Linked DNA regions of Mus musculus: region 2 is linked to region 1. A link is a contact called in public promoter capture Hi-C data. All regions are on one chromosome and are shown on one strand. Each heading gives the region's core, a stretch centred on a gene start, on an enhancer-like site or on the middle of the called end of the contact. The rest is flanking DNA. Distances are from core to core; before and after follow the strand shown.

The links. Promoter capture Hi-C pulls out the DNA fragments that hold promoters and counts their contacts.
Region 2: a promoter capture Hi-C map of hippocampal neurons shows a contact between it and region 1, with 5 times the contacts expected there. The contact joins the promoter of Cbln4 here to the promoter of 4930529I22Rik in region 1. A contact is called at or near these places in 2 of 39 promoter capture datasets (the 3T3-L1 cell line and hippocampal neurons).

What each region holds. Positions count from the first base shown.
Region 1 is chr2:169,403,963-169,409,846 of GRCm38.p6, forward strand. It overlaps 4930529I22Rik (RIKEN cDNA 4930529I22 gene), which reads right to left and starts at 1,494. Exons shown (of 3, transcript NR_166086.1): 1 at 1,455-1,494.
Region 2 is chr2:172,040,721-172,046,113 of GRCm38.p6, forward strand. It overlaps Cbln4 (cerebellin 4 precursor protein), which reads right to left and starts at 2,746. Exons shown (of 3, transcript NM_175631.3): 1 at 1,297-2,746. The coding sequence starts at 1,578.

The DNA.
Region 1 (5,884 bases), core at 244-2,743:
AAAAAGCAAATAAGACCATGAGGTCTTGAAAAGCCTGGGAACACAAGGGGTGATGCTGGGCAGTTCCTCTGGGTGTTCCCCTCCTCTCACCTGCGCCATCTTTGCTCCGCCCCTATGCATGATAGACATTTTCTACTCTGCATTTAGAATATTAAAGACACAGAGCTCCTCCCTTTGCCATCTCTCAGTCTGGTAAAAGCTTCCTGCTGTCAGTTTTCTCCAAGCACTCAACAGTCCCTAGTCCTTGAAGGACATCTTGATGCTGTCCCAGCCGCTCGCTGGATTACCTGGTCCTTACATGCAGGAGATGTAGAAGTCTGAAAAGAGACAGTATGGAGAGCAACATAGAGCTGACACTTGGGCCATGTTGTCTGTGTGTGTGTGTGTGCGTGTGTGTGGTGTGAAAAAAGCCAGATGTCACCTCCAGTATTATTCTTCATGCTAACCACTATTTTATGAGACAGAGTTTCTCACTGGGACCTGGGTCTCCCTGGGTAGGACAGACTGACTGACCAGTGAGTCTCAGGGATCAGAGGTCTCTGATTCTACAGTGTTGGGTTAGACCCAGCTTATCTCCATGGCTTTTGGGAATTGAACATGGGTTCTATTGCTTGTGAGGAAGCCCTTTTATCCGCTGCATTAGTTCTGCAGCTTCGTGATCTTTGAGTTTAATGTGATACTTGTTTGCTGTTGATTTAGGCAACTCTAAGGCACAGGACCAGAGCTCAGTGTCTCCACCCCGTAGGTCACGTTTTCAAAGCCGTCACCTTATACATCGATTATACAGATACTGCATTTGATAATACTGCACAAGAGCACAGCCTCTCTGCTCTCCTGGAGCCTCGCACCTTGGTGGGGATGTCTACAAAACCCGATCAAGAATAGACAAGGAGATATTGTGAATTGTGGTCATGGCCCTGGAAGAGGTGAACAGGATGCTGAGAAAACTTGGGGACAGAACAGGAGGCAGAGATGGTTAGAGATGCTGGGTAGTGGAGTTAGACTCTCCATAGGCAAAGAAATGCATTGCAGAAATCCAAAGACCATGTGAAATACAACTACTCAAGTGACAGCCAGAGAAAGCTATAGTCCCCAAACATTTATGTCACAGCAGGCACAGCTGTGACTTGCTTAAAGACAGCAGCAAGAAGACTGAAAACATCCCAGGGGCTTCATGGTGCCAGCGTGTGTGTGTGTGTGTGTGTGTGTGTGTGTGTGTGTGTTCATGCATGTGTTCACACATGTATAGATGTGTGTATGCACGTGTGTACATGTGTTCATGTATGTGTGCATACATGTATAGATGTGTGACTGTGAGTGTATGCATGCACTCGTGTATGCACACACACACACACACACACACACACACACACACACACACACACACGTGCACAGAGGCAGTTTTGTTTTTCCCAGGTCCTCATTCTCCTAATGTCTTCACACAGCTGTCTCACCTGAATGCCATTCGCTAAATGAGGCAGCAGCTTTGGATTCAGGGAAACAAAGGGGATGGTTGTCATAGTAACAGAGGCCACCAGGAACCATGGCAAGCCCCTCCTCCTCCTGTTCTCCTGAATCCCTCTCTCTGGGGAAGGCTCAGAGAGATTCCCTCAGCCACAGGAAGATCCTGCCAGTGGTCCTGCCCTGTGCGGGGCACTTCTCATGCTTTGGGCTCCTTTACCAACCTTCCTATAGCTCAGGAAAGCTACTCCATTCTTGGTTACTAAGGACAGAAGACAGCCATGAGACAGGTTCACAGCTCCAGACCAGACACTCCTTTGGAAATATTTTGCCTTTCTTCCTTGCCTGTTCCTGCCCTGACAATCTCTGGAATATAAAATATACATCAGGATATATTTGAGACACGGTGCCTGACTCTGTTTACCAGGCAAATTTGTAGTGTTCGTTGCCTGCTGTCATAGGAACCCGAAATTCTACCCCTGAGTGTTCACTCTACCCTCTCTTAGGAAGAGTGATTTTTTTTTGAAATATTCATCATGTTCCGATCAATTTGAACAGATCAGGGTATCTGTAAAAAGATAATGCTTGACAGCAAATGAATTGAAGCTCTTTTAATTGGAATGAAGTTCCCTTGTGAGAATTTAATTTTTTTATTGACATTTCCAGGAATCCATCCCAGATAATTCGAGACTTCCTTATGAAATGACAGCCTGTCCTATCTTCTCAGACTTAGAAACGATTCCTATTTTGGGGTGATATGAAAGTCGTTCTTAACTTACACTGTTCCAGCCATCTTGAATGCTGTTCTGGAGTTCCACTTTTCTCTGGCCCGTTGTTTCTTATATTGCCAATCCTGTTTGGGACAGAAGAAAGAGGTTTCAGTTGGGAAAAGATTCTGGAGTCCTTGGAACTGGGTTCTGATGCAAGCCATGCCCGCTCCTGTTTCTCACTGACTGGGGTTGCATCTTAGTCCGCTAGGGCCCTTAATGAGTTTTGGTGGCCTCATCTGTAAATGGAGACAGTATCTATTTCTCACAATTATGGTGGTGATTGAGTCAGGGAATCCAAAGAGCATACCTCTGACCAGGCATTACCCATCACGCAATGATGATGGGCGGGAGCCCATCTTACCTGCCCCACAGGGTTAAAGGCTCCTGAGGGGCAGGGGTCACTAACTTCATTCTTTTTCCCCACTCCTGAGCACATGGCAACACCAGACACAGCTAACATTAAAAAGAATCTTCCATAAAATTACACTAGCTTCATTAGTTCAAGTGATTTCTTTCTTCTTCCGTTGAGAGAAGAAAGGAGGGAAAAGAAAGGTGGGTAATTAAATCTTAGGATGCTCTAAGCTAAGGATGCTGGGTCCACTGCAACTTGAAACTTGAAGATTCCAGGTTGATGTGATGGCTCGTCAGGCGAAAGGTCTTGCCACAGGAGCCTGTGCACTCGAGCCCACCCCTGCAATGGGATCCAAAGGGCCATCCTCTGACCTCCCCAGGCTGTCGTGCTACACACATGCTATAATAACCAAAGCAAGGAGACCTTGGGGGTTCTGATGGGTTTTTAAGACATGGTTCAATAATTTGGTGTATGGAAGCGAAGCTCCACCCTCCCTCTGAGCTCCCCTTAAGAAGATGCTGTACACCTCCCACTCCCACCAGCACTGGGGCTGGGAACATGAGCACTTTCTGTGCCGCACCCATCTCTCTTCAGGCCCCCTCTCACTCCTACCTTGCTCCGAAGCTGAAGGGCTGGTTCCCTAGCGCGTTCCTCACTGTGGGTGCATAGGGAAACAAATGTGTCTATGAGCAATTTGAGAATTTGTAGATGTGATCCACTTCCTGTCTGCTCTCTGCTTCCTGTCTGCTCTCTGTTTCCTGTCTGTCTGCTCTCTGCTTCCTCTCTGTCTGCTCTCTATTTCCTGTCTGTCTGCTCTCTGCTTCCTGTCTGCTCTCTGTTTCCTATCTGTCTGCTCTCTGCTTCCTATCTGCTCTCTGTTTCCTGTCTGTCTGCTCTCTGCTTCCTGACCGTATGGGATTCCTTCACCACCAAGGTAAGCTATAGTCCCTCAGATTGCGAGGCACTGCACACTTCCCCTCCTTTAAGATGCTTCATGTCAGAGTGTTGGTCACAGTCATGAATACAAAGCAACTAACGTAGAGCTATTGAGGAATCCTCACTAGAGCACCCCTCTGCAAATGTTACAAATGGTTAACTGAAGCTTTTGAGGACCTATCCGTCTCCCATCAACACTGACTGCTGGTAGGAACTGATGTCCCAAGGAAGATGAGAAACTCGCTAATCAAAGGCACTAGCTATCATCTTGTGGAAGCAGGACTGGCTCTTGTACCCAGTGGCATGGCGGGGTATAGATGCTGTCTATTTATCTGAGTGCTGCCCCAGGCCTCTGAAACTCTGAGATTGTTCCCTCTGCACTGGAGTGTTTGCAGACTTGTAATACTGCTGTAGTAAATGAAAAATTCTTCTTTGTGGGAAGGGAGTGGAGTGTGTGGGTAGATTGTAATGGGGGTTGTGAGTGAATCAGAAAGGAGATGTTAAGATTCATCTATTGCTTGAATTTGTTTGGTTATGTGCAACAATGATAATTTTTTTATTATTAAAAATAAGCAGGCCATTTGTATGAAGGCAAAAATCACATTAGCCAACATTTATAGGATCAGCAAGTTAGCCTAGCTATTCCATGGGTTTTCATGACTTGTGTAGAAGACAAAGTCCGAGGCATGTTGTTCAGTGAGTTTGGGGGAAATGTACTTGTGTACACGGCTAGCACCACATCCAAGCACAGAATAGAAAGCTGGCACCCAAGGGTCAACTGTAGCCTTTGAGTGGGCTGGGGTCTGGGAGGAAAAGAAGGGTCATTGAGGTTTTTTACCAGGTTATTTGAAGGGGGGTAACACCCCAGAGCTTGTGGCTTTCAGAGACTTAGCATCTGGTAACTCTTTTCTAATCAGATAAAAACTCTTTTCTAACGTATGTCTTCATGTTTGTCTGTTTTGGCATTCATAAAAACAGAACCTGTAAGATGCCCTCTTCAAGAGTTTGAACCTTTGGCCATACAAACAGTGTTTTGTTTTCAAATGCACTTGCATTGATTCGCATATATTTAATCCATTTTCATGGCTGAGTACTATTCCATTTTATGAACAGACCATTGACACCTACTAGTAATGACGAGAACCTAGGTTCTCTCCACTTTTTTTTCCTTGTGTGAATAAAGCCCCCAGGAATCTTCTTGTACAGTGGCTTTCCAAGTTTGTTTTAATTTCTTCAGGATAAAGATTAAGATATGGGGTTGCTGAATCATAAGATAGGTGGGGTTTCAGTTTCTAAGACACTTCTGGATGAATGTCTGTGGTGAAGACATGGTGTGTTGACATGCCAGGTAAGTGTGAAGAATCACTCAGTGGAGAGCCTTAGCAGCACTGGCGGTCCCAACATTAATCCCCACAGATCTGCCCAGCACCTCTCTTTATATGGCTTGATCTAGTTAGCCTGATCCCCCGGCTTCCTTTGCATGTAGACATTTTCAAATCTCCAGCATCCCCAGGCTGAATATCTAACACTCCCAGAGCTCCCAGACTAGAAACTTTGAGTAATCAACAGGACACACTTGACACTGCTACACTGTAAAACTTTGTTTCTGCCCCCAAATAATTAATAATACTGTATTTAACTGCCATCTAGATATTATATACACAGGAGAAAAGTGAGAAATGTCAATGGATTGTTTAAAAGTGGGTACCATGTGTCTACACACATGAAGTCTGAACTCAAACATTGTCAACGATATGCATTTTAGGGTAAGGGACACTCAGCCTGCTTCCATGTTCTAAAAGCACAGAGACTGTCATGCCCAAGGATTAAAGGATTAAATTGCCCATGTCATCCAGCTGACTACAGACCCGGTGTGTGTTACATGCTGTGTTCACATTTGCTGAGATGTAGACAGGTCAGCCAACCCAAAGGAAGCAGTGACAACAGACCAAAGAAATGATCTTGCCTAAGTCTGATTTAGTGAACTTCAGGAGTATGGGCAACACCAGCCCAGCCCAGCATGAGTGGTGACTCACAAAACTTGTGTCCTCGGAGGCTCCAGACGGACTTGCAGGCAGCTCCGCTTAAGAGTCTCTTCTCCCAGGAGTGGGTCAGTGCTGATATACTGTGGTGGGGTTCACATGGGTGTTTTCTAATTTTCTCAACTTTCTAAGCCTCCAAGTCATATGAATTTCTTTCCCCACTCTTGGAGAGACTGTGTCTATTCATGGGGCATGGCCCCTCAACAGTAACACTGGTGTGGCCAAGCGTGTAGGTGTGTTTGTTTACACACCTGTTTTCTGCTCTGTTGGCTGTTTATCCATGTAGTGGTTTTGAAGCAGCGGTCAATGGAGAAACAAAGCAA
Region 2 (5,393 bases), core at 1,496-3,995, 2.6 Mb after region 1:
GGAAGGACATTGAAAAGAATGCCCCAGACAAGGATAACACAATGTCCACGAGGCTTCAGCATTTAGATAATGCGCTAAAACACAGACCAGGCTGGCCTTAGGCTCCCTCTCCATCACTTTGTTAAACACTGCACCAAAATCTCTAAAGGGATTACTTAATTCATTTTTTTAAAATTATAGCTATCCCATTCTAAGCCTCTAGGGAGACATCTCTGTCTCTAGCCAGCTGGCGAGTGTCTTACTTAGAATTAAGTCAAGAGCACGAACGTCACCCCGAGTCTTTCCTGGCATGTCCCGAAGCCCCGCTTAACCCGCCTGCGGGACTCGGCATACAACTGTGAACTGTGTGACTTTGGCATAAGACAGACTCCTGGTACTGTTGGGATTGGAACCAAAATGCAGGAGTCAGGGCTTTGCTAAGCTGAATCCCAGGGATTGCTCGTCACTCCTGTCTACAGAGCCCTGAGCAGCTGGGCAGAAGCTGCAGCTTTCATCAGTTTCAGCCCCATCCCCTGGCTGCTACCTCAAAATCTGTGCTTTCTCAGCAAATTACAATGCCCTGGGGGAACCAGAAAGGGAAACCCAGCCCCCAGCGCTTACCTGCCCAAGCTCTATGCAATTACTCCATCCTTTTTCCTCCTGCCTGGGCAACTTTTCTGAGTGGAGCAATAGTGAGAAAGGCTTTTGATCTCTACCAGGCAGGGTGGTGTTAATCCAGCTACCCTGGACCCTGCGGAGTCACCCTAGCTAGAGATCTGGAGATGGTCTCTGACCCCCCCCCCCCCAGAACCACACCCCTAATCATCTGTGTCTACTTGGAAGGGTCCCTGCACCTTGTGGAACCCCAGAGCCTTGTGGAGAGATGAGCCTCCACCTGGAAACACAAGTCAAACAATTCAGACTGTCTAATAGGGCCCCCTCAGAAACGCCTCCAGGGCACCTGCTGATAAGTCTGAGCCAGAGGCCCAACTTCTCTACCAATAGATCTCAGCATCCAGGGACAGTATTCCCTTCAGCCCCTGATGACCTGTTGCTGTTAAACTTGTCGTATCTCCAGGTGCTTTCCTCTGCGCTCCCAAGCCACCCACCGCGCAGGCCTGTGCCAAAGACTACGGGACTGAATGGAGGCTGTGGTTGCTGGGGAAGGGAGGCAGCTCTGAGTTTCAAACTGATACCGTCAGTTGATAAAACGATCTCGCCACATCCTATTCATATTAGCTGAATCTGGGCATGCAGCCCCCGATACCCAGAGACCACCCATCCCCATATGCGCTCTGCATCCCTCGGGAGTCTGACCTGATCAAAGTAAATGATGCGAGTCTTGTTGCTCATCTCAGATGGCTCGTGGTTGGTGCTCCGAACCGCCGAAAAAGCCACCTTGGAGTTTGCTGCCCGGACCGATATCCCCAGAGGGGAAGATGATGATCCCTTGGAGTCTGTAGCTGGGTTCGAGTCGCACACCACCAGACACTTGCCCTCCAGAACGATCGGTTCCGTGTCATTCTGTGCCCAGACAGGCAGCACTAGAATCAGCAGAACGGCTGGTACCACGGACAGCGCCCGGCGCGCGGAGCCCATGGTGAGCCGCGTGCGCAAGCGGCAGCCTGGCGCTTCTGCTCCCAGGCGGCGCCTGCTACCCCGGGATCCGGGAGCTCGGGAAGACGCCAGTGGCTAGATCGACAGCGCTGCAGGAACAGCGGCGGCGGCGGCAGCAGCGGCGCGCGCACTTCCACCAATTCTCAGGACTGAAGTCTCCCTTCGAACTGGCTGGCTGGCTCTGTTACCTTTGTCCTTTAAGGAGCTCATGCAGAACTCCTACCCTAACTCCTCCACCCCCAAATCAGTTTTGCCTGGGGCCACGGCACCCACACTTGTCCCTTGACATCTAAAAAGTCTCCAGACCCTCTCAGTCACACCTCAAAAGAACAAAATAAATTCTCACCCCGAACCCAAGCACTCCTGGTGAAGCACAGAGCTGAAGACACAGAGGGGACTCCGCGAGTAAACGCTAGCAAAGGTGGCTAGTGCCGAGCGGTGCGGGTGTCGGTCCTGTCCGAGGGACTCTGGTTGGCGCAGGAACAAATTACAGAGGCAGGAGGTGTTTCCGGGGATGAGAAGAATGCCAGGTTATGTCCATGGCTAGGATGCTAGCGACTTCCACTTGCGCTTGGTCAAAAATTCCCCCAAAGCCCGGTGTCACTCCGACGCAGGTAGGCGGCAGCTGAGTGCCCGTCGCCAAAAGCAGTTCTAAGGTGCAGGGCGCCTACTGCCCTGGGTTCCCGCGTCCCTGCGCACAACTTTGTGTCTCAGCGTGCAGTGCAGCCGGAGGGACAGCGCCGAGAGGGCACCCGCGCGCTATTTATAGGAGTGCTGCCTGCAGATGGCTTTGGCTCGCCCGCTCATCCCGTGGATCCCCGGAAAGCAGAAAAGGCGTCCGTTGACCCCAGCGGAGCAGCGCCTGTGTGACGTTGAACGCACCCGGACAGAGCGGGACGCACGGCGCTGCCGGCTGCCAAGGTCTGAGGTCACTTGATCCCCCCGAAATCGCACTTTGTGTACCCAGAGGATGATGCTCACCTGCCTGCACCTGCCAGGGGTCCGCGGCTGCTCGCCGCCAGCTCCACCTGGACCCGCAGAGGGAGTTGTGGGTCCCCTCACCCTGCCCTGCGCAAGACTCTCTGAACCGAACGTGGCGCTGCCAGCTCAGATGTGGAGATGGAAGGACCTCGGCGAATCTGCGCGGTTTGCTATCTGACGCTAAGAGGACCAGCCAGTGTCCCCCAACTGCGCCTGGTCAGGAGCTTGTCCCACGTAACCCTCGAGCCTGGAGAGCCCAGAAAAGCCCGGGGGCAGTTCTGTGCCCTGGGCGGGGCGGGTGTGGAGGAGGCGCCTGTTTTTTTTTCTTCTGCTCAAGAGGATGAGCCTCGGAACCCACTGGGGCTCGCCTTCTCACGCTGTGCAGCCATCCCAATCAGGGGCAGGAACAATCATAGTGAACAGTATCCCTTAAATGTAACAATTAAAATGCACACCCCGAGAGTACTGCACCCTCTCCCTCTTTGATGTTCCTCCCCTGTGCACTCCACTGCCATCTTGGCCTCTGACTGGCAACTTATTTTCCTTTTCGGAAGCCACGGAAGGGAAGCGGGGAAGCAGAGCTTGGCTTTGGAGTTGGCTGCATGAACCTGACCAAGACCTTAATGAGTGGCCAATACTACCCAAACTAAGGGCCCCGGCTTTCTGGTTCAGTATTCTTTGGGGTCAGGACACTCCCAAATTCCTTGTTGACTTCTCTTGACTTCAGCTGCAGGAGAACAGTGCAGCTATTCTCTAATCAAAACAACGTCCCTGTGGAAGCCACCAGCCACTCAGACCTCCTGATTAGTACGTACTGGTTGCAAATTGTTTAGAGGTTGAGTCATGTCCTTGGGTCAGATTAAGCTTCCCAGATGGTCCTGTGCGTTCTTGGAATGGCGTTCGAGCTCTTCCTCTGCAGAATCCAGACAGACCTACATCTTTAGTCTGATCTCCTAAGGTTCTCCAAGGGAATGTGTGCCGCAAGCTCATGCTGAAATTCCAAGTATTAAGATACAAGATGCCCCTAGGGTTGATCCTTAGCCCCAACTTCTTATAGTGATATAAAGATGTGCTGTCTGGAAACACAGTTGAGGGAGGTAGTCAGTGCAGCTTGTGAGTTGCTGGGGCTCTGGGGCTATGCTATTTGTAACAATGTTGCATATCTTTCATCGAAGCTCTAAAAAAAAAACAGAAAAGCTTGCCAGGCCTTTAGGAGAGTGCCACCTTGACACCACCGTAAACTTCATATAGTTTCTCATCTGACCTTTTCTGATGTCCTTATTCAAACACTGATCACTAGTCATTGCAGTGCCTGTGGCACTTCCGTGGTGTGTGTGGGTGTGGGTGTGTATACATATGTGTGCATGTGTGTGCAAATGTATGTGTATGTGTGTGTAAATGTATATGCACATATGTATGTGTGTATGTATGTGTACATGTATATGTCTATGCATGTTCTATTGTGTGTGCATGCATGTGTGTGCATGTGTGTATGTGTACATGTATATGTCTATGGATGTTCTATTGTGTGTGTGTGCATGCATGTGTGTGCATGTGTGTATGTGTGTGCATGTGTGTATGTGTACATGTATATGTCTATGCATGTTCTATTGTGTGTGTGCATGCATGTGTGTGCATGTGTGTATGTGTGTGCATGTATGTGTATATATGTGTGCATGTGTGTACATGTGAATGTCTGTGCATGTTCCATTGTGTGTGTACATGCATGTGTGTGCATATGTGTATGTGTGGGCATGTGTGTGTGCATGTTGTGTGTGTGTCCACTCGTGTATGTGCACGTGGTCCTGCTCTATTGCCTATTGTTTTACACCTTACTCCCTTGGGACAGGGTCTCTCACTGACCTTGGAGCTGGCTCTCCGTCAGCCAGCCTCAGCAAGCCTCCTGTCTCCCCCTTCTCTGGTGCTGGTGTCATAAGCACGTGCATCCACACTTGGCTTTTCATGTGAGTTCTGGGAATTTGCTAGACCCTCGTGCTTGCAGAGCAAGAGCTTTTATTGGCTGAGCCATCTCCCTGGCTCCAGGGCTGGGTTTGAGACCAGACACTAGAAGAAATTTGGTTCGACTTTTTCTCTTGTAAGGGTAAGAGTGCCTCCTCTGGCCAAGATGAAGAATCCAAGCTAAGCCTTGGGGTTTTGTTTGTTTGTTTTTCAACTGGGAGAAGTTTGAGAAAGAACTCAATTGACAGAGCTGTTAAATAGATAACCTTTATTCTCCTCACAAGCCCCGATATATTCTCTCTGTATTCTTTTCTTCTCTTAGGATTTATTTTCCAAAGAAGCTCTTAGCTAAATACATTTCTTTCTTCTGTCACCGACGGAGTATTTTTGTAGGCCTCAAATCCAGCAGGGGGACTGCATTACAGACCCAGGGGCTAAATGAACAGCGACTGAACACTTCTAAATAGACTGCATCGTATCAGCCATTTGTCCTCTAGTACAAGCTAATTGGAGCGAAACTTCTTCCATGAAACACAAATCCAAAGCTTCAGTCATCTGGGTGAAAGTCTTGGTTCCTTGTTAAAAGAAGTCTTGCTATTCAAGGTGACCTGTAGGTGTGGGATGGGGCATTTCCTGCAGTCACCTGCTAGGAAAAGTTATATGACATTGTGAGCCAATCAGTTATACCTTTCTCCCCTACGGAAGACAGAACTGAGAGAGCTTCAAGGCTGTGGCACTGGCAATCCCTTAAATACCAGAAGTCCATTGGGTATCAGACCTAGACAGACCGCTGAGAGGAGGCTCCCAGACTGTCTTTGTCTGGGCTTGGACCTCAAGGCTGAGACAGCTGTGGGGAA